2 separate regions of the Gossypium raimondii genome follow, and region 2 is linked to region 1. The links are chromatin contacts, called in public Hi-C maps. All regions are on one chromosome and are shown on one strand. Each heading gives the region's core, a stretch centred on a gene start, on an enhancer-like site or on the middle of the called end of the contact. The rest is flanking DNA. Distances are from core to core; before and after follow the strand shown. Region 1 holds the start of LOC105791416 (rho GTPase-activating protein 2). Region 2 holds the start of LOC105791422 (protein TRANSPORT INHIBITOR RESPONSE 1).

Evidence for each region. Hi-C and Micro-C count contacts between places; a contact is called where the count stands out from the background.
Region 2: a contact with region 1 is called in a Hi-C map of leaf, with 4 times the contacts expected there. The contact joins the promoter of LOC105791422 here to the promoter of LOC105791416 in region 1. A contact is called at or near these places in 2 of 2 Hi-C or Micro-C datasets (both in leaf).

Annotation. Positions count from the first base shown.
Region 1 is chr8:39,633,366-39,637,639 of ASM2569854v1, forward strand. LOC105791416 (rho GTPase-activating protein 2) reads left to right here and starts at 2,455. Exons shown (of 4, transcript XM_012619480.2): 1 at 2,455-2,874; 2 at 3,654-3,774; 3 at 3,884-4,234. The coding sequence starts at 2,546.
Region 2 is chr8:39,773,872-39,778,145 of ASM2569854v1, forward strand. It overlaps LOC105791422 (protein TRANSPORT INHIBITOR RESPONSE 1), which reads left to right and starts at 2,129. Exons shown (of 4, transcript XR_008198472.1): 1 at 2,129-2,877; 2 at 3,514-4,009; 3 at 4,222-4,274.

The DNA.
Region 1 (4,274 bases), core at 1,205-3,704:
TTAGTAGTTTTTACCTTTTTAATTCTCATTCCTTAAAAATAAAAATAAATCAACTCTTGATTTTTCCCCAACATTAATATTTTATTAAGAATTTAAATACAAAACTTAATTTAGAAAAACACAAACATCCTGTATTTTAATTTGGGTATAGATTAATATTTGTATTTTATAAATACCATCCTATTATTAGTGGTTTCAAATATCAAACAAATAAAAAGATATTAGCACTCTTTTTTTTTAATCTAATTGATTTTTTAAAATTTTATAAGTGATTTTATGCCATATACATAAACTTTGGTCCAATGTGTAATATCACACGTGAACTTTGATTTTGTGTAATTTTATACTTTCAATTTTGATTCAATTTTCACAAATCATTTACAATATTATCGAATGAACACCATTTTATATTGATATATTACATAATTAAACAATTATATTATTCCAATATGAAAATAAATGTATGTATTTATTTTTAAAAGCGTACAATTGAATTAAAATTAAAATTTTATGTATACATATGAAAATCAATTCAAATCAAAATTCATGTATCAAATACACATCGTACCAAATCTCATATATAAATTTGACATTTATCCTGATTTTAATTATAATTGTGACCGTAAAGATTAGTAAATCAATTATAAATAATAAACACCAGGAATGGCCTTGACCCTTAGATTATTGGTATAATGCCATTTTAGTCCTTTTAATTATAAAATATTAAATTTAAGTCTTTTAAAAAAAGTTTACCTTTGGCTCCCCAAACTAATAAACTTTTATTTTAACTTCAATAACAAATTCTAGCTTTGTCCACGATAAACACCAAATTATGTCCCACTTATCATACACTTACTAATTATCAATGGTGAAAAAAACTCTGTTGAGTGTATATAATTTCTTTTAAATGGAATAATAATTTTTAAAAATTAGTAATTTAAATGGTCATTTAACTATTTAAAAGTTTTCATTTAAGTTACTAAACTATTAAAAGCATTATTGTATGGCCTTCTCTGTTCATACCACTTGCACCAATTGAAAGCTCCCATTCTCTTTCTTTTTTACAGCTTAGTTTTTTTTTCATGAAACAACTTTGAATGTCATGAATCTATGAACCAAAATCCAAACAAATTTCTTCTCTGATCTTCGGCATTGATCGTCATATCGACTTGGATCTAAGATATATTCTTCTACTTGTCAATGGGTATTGATCGACCGTACTAATTATTACTAGGAGCTCGCTAGCCAAACTTTAAAATAATACTTAACAATCTGTGACTTAAATAAAAACTTTCATATAATTTTGTGGCTTAAATGAGAACTTTTGAATGATTCAGTGATCATTTTATAACTTTTAAAAATTGAATCACCAAAACGTAAAATTACTAATAGTTTATTATTTAAGTGTTGTTTAGCTTTTAGATTATACTTATATCAATTTTATGATTATTATTAATGATTTATATTATGTTTTAAATAAGTAAAGACAAATAAATAAAATATTATTGACTTAAAATTTTCAAAATTTTAATATATTTTTAACATTTCAACTGTATTTGTCTATTATATTACATTTTTTCATGAAACTAAATCAATTTTAATTTAACATGAATTTATATGTGAATTTTTATTTTGAGTTATTTTTATATGCAATTTTGAATTAATTCAATTTTCATAAATAATGATATATTTAATAATATAACCAAAAGTAATTAAACTTTTCGAATCAAAACATGCTAAGGGATAAAAAGATTAGGTCAAATTCTATTATTAATCCTATACTCTCGATTTAGTTTTTGCATTTTAATTTTGTCAATTTTAATATATATATAAATTTGGTCAAATTTAGTCCCTATATTTTTAGATTTTGAAATTATAATATCAATCCAAACGATAACAAGTAAATTTTATAAATAGTCTTGTATTATACATAAAGTTATAGATTTAATTCATGTTCTCCAATTAGATCGATTTTATTTTCTATGCTTTTCAACTTTCAAAATTTTAGATTGACGCAGACTACAATTGTTAAGTCCATTAATTGGTTTTTGCCAATAAAATGTGAAAATAACAAGTTGACATAATAATAATATATTAGCAATACCAAACTTAGAAAATAGAAGAACTTAATGAATTTAACAATTACCATTTAGTCAAGACTGAAATTTTAAAAGTCAGAAGTACATTATTAAAAATGACTAAATTAAAGTGCAGAGACTAAATCTATACCCTACATATAATTGAGGGACTAAAAGCGAAATTTAACCAGAAAAGTCCGTATAATTGTGCGTTTTGGGTACGTGGCATTCTCGAAATATTAGGACAACCACAAGGCCAAATGCAAACGTTCACTGTAGATAAAGTAAAAAAGATAAAATTTGAAAAACAAGTGGCCGTTAGTAATAAATAAATAAATAAATAAATAAAACCTTTTTCACTTGCAAACTCTCTTATACTTAAATGCAACACAACAAATAACTCGTTACGAAATTTAAAACCTCGTGATTCTTAAGAGGGAGAGAGAAATCCAAAGCCGATTGAGATAATGACTGCTCCAGTAATGGTGACCAAAGGAGGTGGCTGCGGTGGTGGTGGCAGTGGTAAGAAGCGACGAGCTAAGAACTCCGAGGAAGAGCAGCAGCAGAACCAGATTTCCGTTGCGGCGTTGCTTTTAGCCGCTTTAAGGAAATCCATGGTGTCCTGTCGTGTTGATGGAGAAGATGAAGCGATGCATTCCGCCGTTAATAACATGGAAATCGGGTGGCCAACCAACGTACGACACGTAAGCCATGTTACCTTTGATCGCTTCAATGGGTTCTTGGGTCTTCCCCTTGAATTCCAAGTTGAGGTACCGGGTCGGGTTCCATCCGCTAGGTAATTTCTCCTTGTTGTTTCTTCTTCTTTTTTAAATATATTTCAAGTGTTTATTTTTTTAAAATACAAATATGAAGTGCTAGAGTGAAAATTTTATGCTCAAAATTTTAAATTGAATTGTCAATTTTTTAGAGGACTAGAAATGCAATTTACCATATTATTTTTTATGAAAATTTTCTTTCTCCTTTTTAGTAACTAGAAACTTAAAAAAGGAATCACCAGAAAGATATGCAAATTTTTAATTAAACTATAATTTCTAGTTAGACCTTTTGCCTTAATTATATTTAACTGTTATATATTTATATATAATTTTATAAAATAATAATCTCTATTTTCTGTATTGATATCTTTTGATTTAATGTTGCAGTCATTTTAAAAAATATCTACCAATATTTATTGTGAAAAAATTTTGGATTTTCAAAGAAATTTTGTTTGATAATTATCTGAAATCAAATTTAGGTTAAATTATCGTTTTGATCCCTTAGCATAATTAGGGCCGTTAATTATTTCTGTTAATATACTAACATGATTTTTTCTTTTTAACACAAAAATACATTTCAGACAAAAGAGGTGCTTTAAAAAAAAATCAAAATTTTAACTAAATTTGAACTATCTAATGGGATTATAAAAAGTGGATTAAATTATGACAAATTAAAGTACCGGGACTAAATCCCAAATCTGAGCATTGTAGAAGGACCAACCAGAATATCCTCTTTTATCACTTTCCTCTATATTTTACCCACGTAGTCCTTAATTGCAGATATATTTTTTCCTTGCAGTGCGAGTGTGTTTGGGGTCTCAGCGGAATCAATGCAATGCTCATTGGATCCAAAAGGGAACAGCGTCCCCACTATACTGTTGCTGATGCAGGAGCGGCTTTATTCACAAGGAGGGCTTCAGGTTTTCATTATTTTCATTTTCGTCCCAACTTTAGTACTTAGTATTACATCTATATGCAATTACCCTGGTTATATGATGTTATTGCTGTTTAATTTGTTCTTGTTTTCAGGCAGAAGGGATTTTCAGGATAAATCCTGAGAACAGCCAAGAGGAGCTTGTAAGAGATCAGTTGAACCGTGGCATTGTGCCAGATAATATCGATGTTCATTGCCTTGCAGGCCTTATCAAAGCCTGGTTCAGGGAGCTTCCTGCAGGTGTGTTGGATGGACTTTCCCCAGAACAGGTTCTTCACTGCGATAACGAAGAGGAGTGCGTTGAGCTCGTGAAGCAACTGAAGCCAACGGAAGCCGGATTGCTCAATTGGGCAGTCGACCTTATGGCAGATGTCGTGGAAGAGGAGGAAACGAACAAGATGAATGCAAGGAATATTGCTATGGTTTTTGCACCAAATATGACTCAGGTATATATATATTTGGGACGTTGTTGGATTAAAGATTGTA
Region 2 (4,274 bases), core at 879-3,378, 140 kb after region 1:
TTTTATTTTTCTACTTTACCAAAATAGATAGTTAATTTGCTTAATAATTTTCCATATTCTCGAAAATTCAATTTTAAAGAAATAAAATAATAGGAATTCAATTCAATCACACTGTTCCTAATTTGGTCAGGTAACATTCCAACTTTTGCAAGCAACTTGAACACATGTTTGTCACTTGGAAACGTGGGATAAGGAGCCTTCAACTTAAACAATGATTAATGTATGAAAAGTAACGAGGAGGCTTTTCTTTTGTTGGAATATGTTTAATTTAATGTAAAAATAAAAACAACGTTTATAACATTTATTTACACCAAATATGGTGTGTATGTATGCAAATGAAAATGGAACTCTTTTATCTCTTCAGCAAATATTGGGGAAAAAAGAATGAGTCATTATTGTGTTGGTTTAGTTTAATTGAAGACGAAATATAGAAAGTGAATAATAGTGGGCATGATTATCTCCACCCATGAAGTCAAAATAGAAACAAAAATGTTATCCATGTCCCCATTATGGCCTCTGCTAGACACCAACATTTCTTAATTTCCAAATCTATGATGAATCACTTATCAATGTTGTTCTACTACATAGTACATAATCTACTTTTTTTTTAATGATAATTAAGGATTTAGGGAATGCATAAACACATTTTGAGATTTTCTTCTTTTGAAATAAGGTTGGATTTAGAAATAAAACTTACTCTTGTCTCAACATAATATTATACTTGTTTAAAGTATATTCTTTTAACATTATACCTAGAAAATGATTATTAGTATAGTTTAAATTGTTATTAATAATAATTTATTATTCTATTTTTATAAAAAAATATTAAGCTTTGATTTCTTCGAGTCATATTTGGGTTGTGCGATGCTATATCTAGTGGAGGTTAAGGAATGCAAAAAATTGCCCTTTAAAGGGTATTGGATTGTTTAAATCCAAACCTTAAATTATTATTTTTGAAAATCGGCAGGTCGCTTAAATTTTAAATTAATTGACCAACATCTTACCAAAACATTTGAAATTATTAAAACACATATTTATATATAACTCGAGACTCGAATTAATTTATATATAAATATGTGTTTTAATAATGTAAACATTTGCTAGGTAAATGAATGTAAACATCGATACTTTTAATTAAATCATCCTGACTCGAATTTTTAAGTTAAGTTTTTGATGTTTCAGTTCTAATCATTTTACATAAATTTAAGTTATTAATTATTATTATTATTTTGAATTAATCAAAATTGAGAAATCTCAATCAAAGTGTTTATGAATTTTTTGTCGTTATTATAATAATAATATTTTATCCCTTTTATTGTGGTCCCCGCATATCGAGATCCCTCGGATCCAGCCGTGCTACGCGCATCATGGGGTTCATTGCACCACCACTCTCCCCTACACATCACCACATTTTATCAGCCCTCCTCGTATCAATATCTCGTCGCTCCATCTCCTTCCCGATATATTCCATCAAAAATCTCGTCGAACATCTGCCCGACACGCTCTTCCATACACCCGTTTTCTGCGGCTCCGCTTCGTTGCCGACGGATAAGATCTCCCCTTCCCACCGTCCATCATATGGCCCGCATCTCACCCCCACCACGTGTCTCTATCTTAAACGTCCATTAGTTATCCCCACACAAAAATTGATACCCTCATATTTCCTTTCGCTATAATTCTGGTTTAGTCCACGGTAATACTAAAATTTGACATTTAATCATTTTGTTTTATTTTAATTTGATATGATTTGTTATAAATTTTTTACAATATCACCCTAATTGGCTATCTTTTCCTATCACTTGACTTCTTACTCGTACTTTTATAATGTCATTAGTGTATTTAAATTCGATAAAATTGTTTGTTGATATTGTTAGAGTGTTGACGTGAAGTCTTTTGTATTATACGATCATACAATTTATATCACATAAAATTCAATCAATCATGTTTAACCCTTTGCTAATTTAATATAAGTAACAATTGAGGTTGTCAATTTACAAAGTTATGTAAACAAAAGCATAGAGAGATAAAGTTCAAAATTTCAACATAGTAAAGGGACTAAACCTAGAATTAGACCTAATTTGACATGACATATTTAACCATTGTTAAAATCTAACCCTTCTTCTCAACACATCAAAAAAATTTCTTATCCTCTCTCACCTTGTATCTGTCATATCACTTCACTTTCTCTCTCTTTATAGCTCCTTAACCTCTGCTCTCACTGTAACCTTCATTAATGGCGTTTCAGATCTGAAAATGAACTCTAAAGCTTAAGAAAACCCCAAACTTCGGCCAAACCGAAAGGCAAAAAAGAGAAATCTTTTTTTTTGTATATTTTTAATCCAAAAAGGCTTAATTTCTCTTTGCGTGTGTGTGTGTTTGTTTTTTTGTTTCTCTTTCTCGATTTTTCAAAATGCAGAAGAAAACGGCGTATTCGTTCCCCGACGAGATTTTGGAGCACGTTTTCTCGTTCATACAATCGGACAAGGACCGGAACGCAGCGTCGGTGGTGTGCAAATCGTGGTACGAGATCGAACGGTGGTGTCGGAGGAAGGTATTCGTGGGGAACTGTTACGCCGTCAGCCCTACGATGGTGATCAGGCGGTTCCCGGATATCAGATCCATTGAGCTAAAAGGGAAGCCACACTTCGCGGACTTCAATCTGGTACCGGACGGTTGGGGCGGGTACGTACTTCCATGGATATCGAAAATGGCTGGAGCCTATCCATGGCTCGAAGAGATCCGGCTTAAGCGAATGGTTGTCACGGACGAGAGCCTGGAGCTTGTTGCTAAGTCTTTTACGAATTTGCAAGTGTTGGTGCTCTTTTCTTGTGAAGGGTTTTCAACTGATGGGCTCGCTGCTATTGCTGCTGGCTGCAAGTGAGTTTGATGAACTCTTTTTTCACTTCGTTTGTTTGGCTTTTTCTTTGCTTTTCAGTTAGACAAAGAATTGAACCTTGGGTCTTTGTTAGATTCAATTTTTGTTTTTGGTTTTAGCTACATTTCTGTTTTCTTTGTGATTTTTGAGAAGGGTAGAGTTTTGTTCACTTCAAATGCCCCTTTTCCCCTAGGATTCCTTGTTCTTGTTTGCTATACCTAGATTCTTTTTCGGGGGTTGTTTTCCAGATTTTAAACGGTTACGTCTGGGAAACGTGGGCTTTGCTTTTGCTGTATAACGATGAATAATATATTTTGTAAATTGAGGATGTAGGGACTGATTTTCCAAGTTGGTACTGCAGATTCTTATCGTATTTCTTTTTTCAAAATTTTTCCTTTTTTTTTCTATCCTTCTTTGTATGTTATTTTAATTCCATCTTGGGATTTGTTTGTTTTTTGTTCCTAGATTAGAACTTTATTTCTTGTATGGTTTGAGCAATTAGATGCTTAAAGAATATGCAAATTTCTTCTCTTGTAAGTTCAATTGTAAAAAGAAACTTTCTTCTTGATTTTGTATTTGATTTGGTCGATTTTTTTAATTCCTTGTTTATATGAATCAAATCTGGTTTTGTGATACAGGAATCTGAGAGAGCTGGACTTGAGAGACAGTGAAGTGGATGATTTGAGTGGGCATTGGCTCAACCATTTTCCTGACACATACACATCCCTTGTGTCTCTCAACATTTCCTGCTTAGGATCCGATGACGTTAGTTTCTCGGCCTTGGAGCGCCTAGTTGGTAGATGTCCCAACTTGAGGAGGCTTTTGCTCAACCGTGAAGTGCCCCTCGATAAGATTGCCAACCTTTTATCCCGTGCACCGCAGCTGATTGAATTTGGCACTGGCACCTATGCAGCTGAGCTACGGTCAGACGTGTACTCGAACTTGGTTGAAGCTTTTTGTAATTGCAAGGAATTAAAGAGCTTGTCTGGGTTTTGGGATGCAGTCCCAGCTTACCTTCCAGTTATTTACTCTGTATGCTCTAGATTAACATCATTGAACTTAAGCTACGCTCCCATACAAAATCCCGATCTTACCAAGCTTGTAAGCCAATGTCCGAGTTTGCAACGCATGTTGGTAAGTCCATTACTGTATCATTATGCATTTGAATTTATACCTATAGTAAAAAGATTAGGACTGGCGTGAGATAAGACCGTATTGTAAACATTAAAACATTAAGTGGCCTATGGGTCCGATTTAAACCGTGCTGGGAACATGTTCTGATAATTGAATTGTATCTTGCTTTTATTTCTGTTATTTTTCTTAAGCTAGGTTGGTTGTGCTCACAGGTACTTGATTACATTGAAGATAGTGGACTCGAAGTGCTCGCATCTAGTTGCAA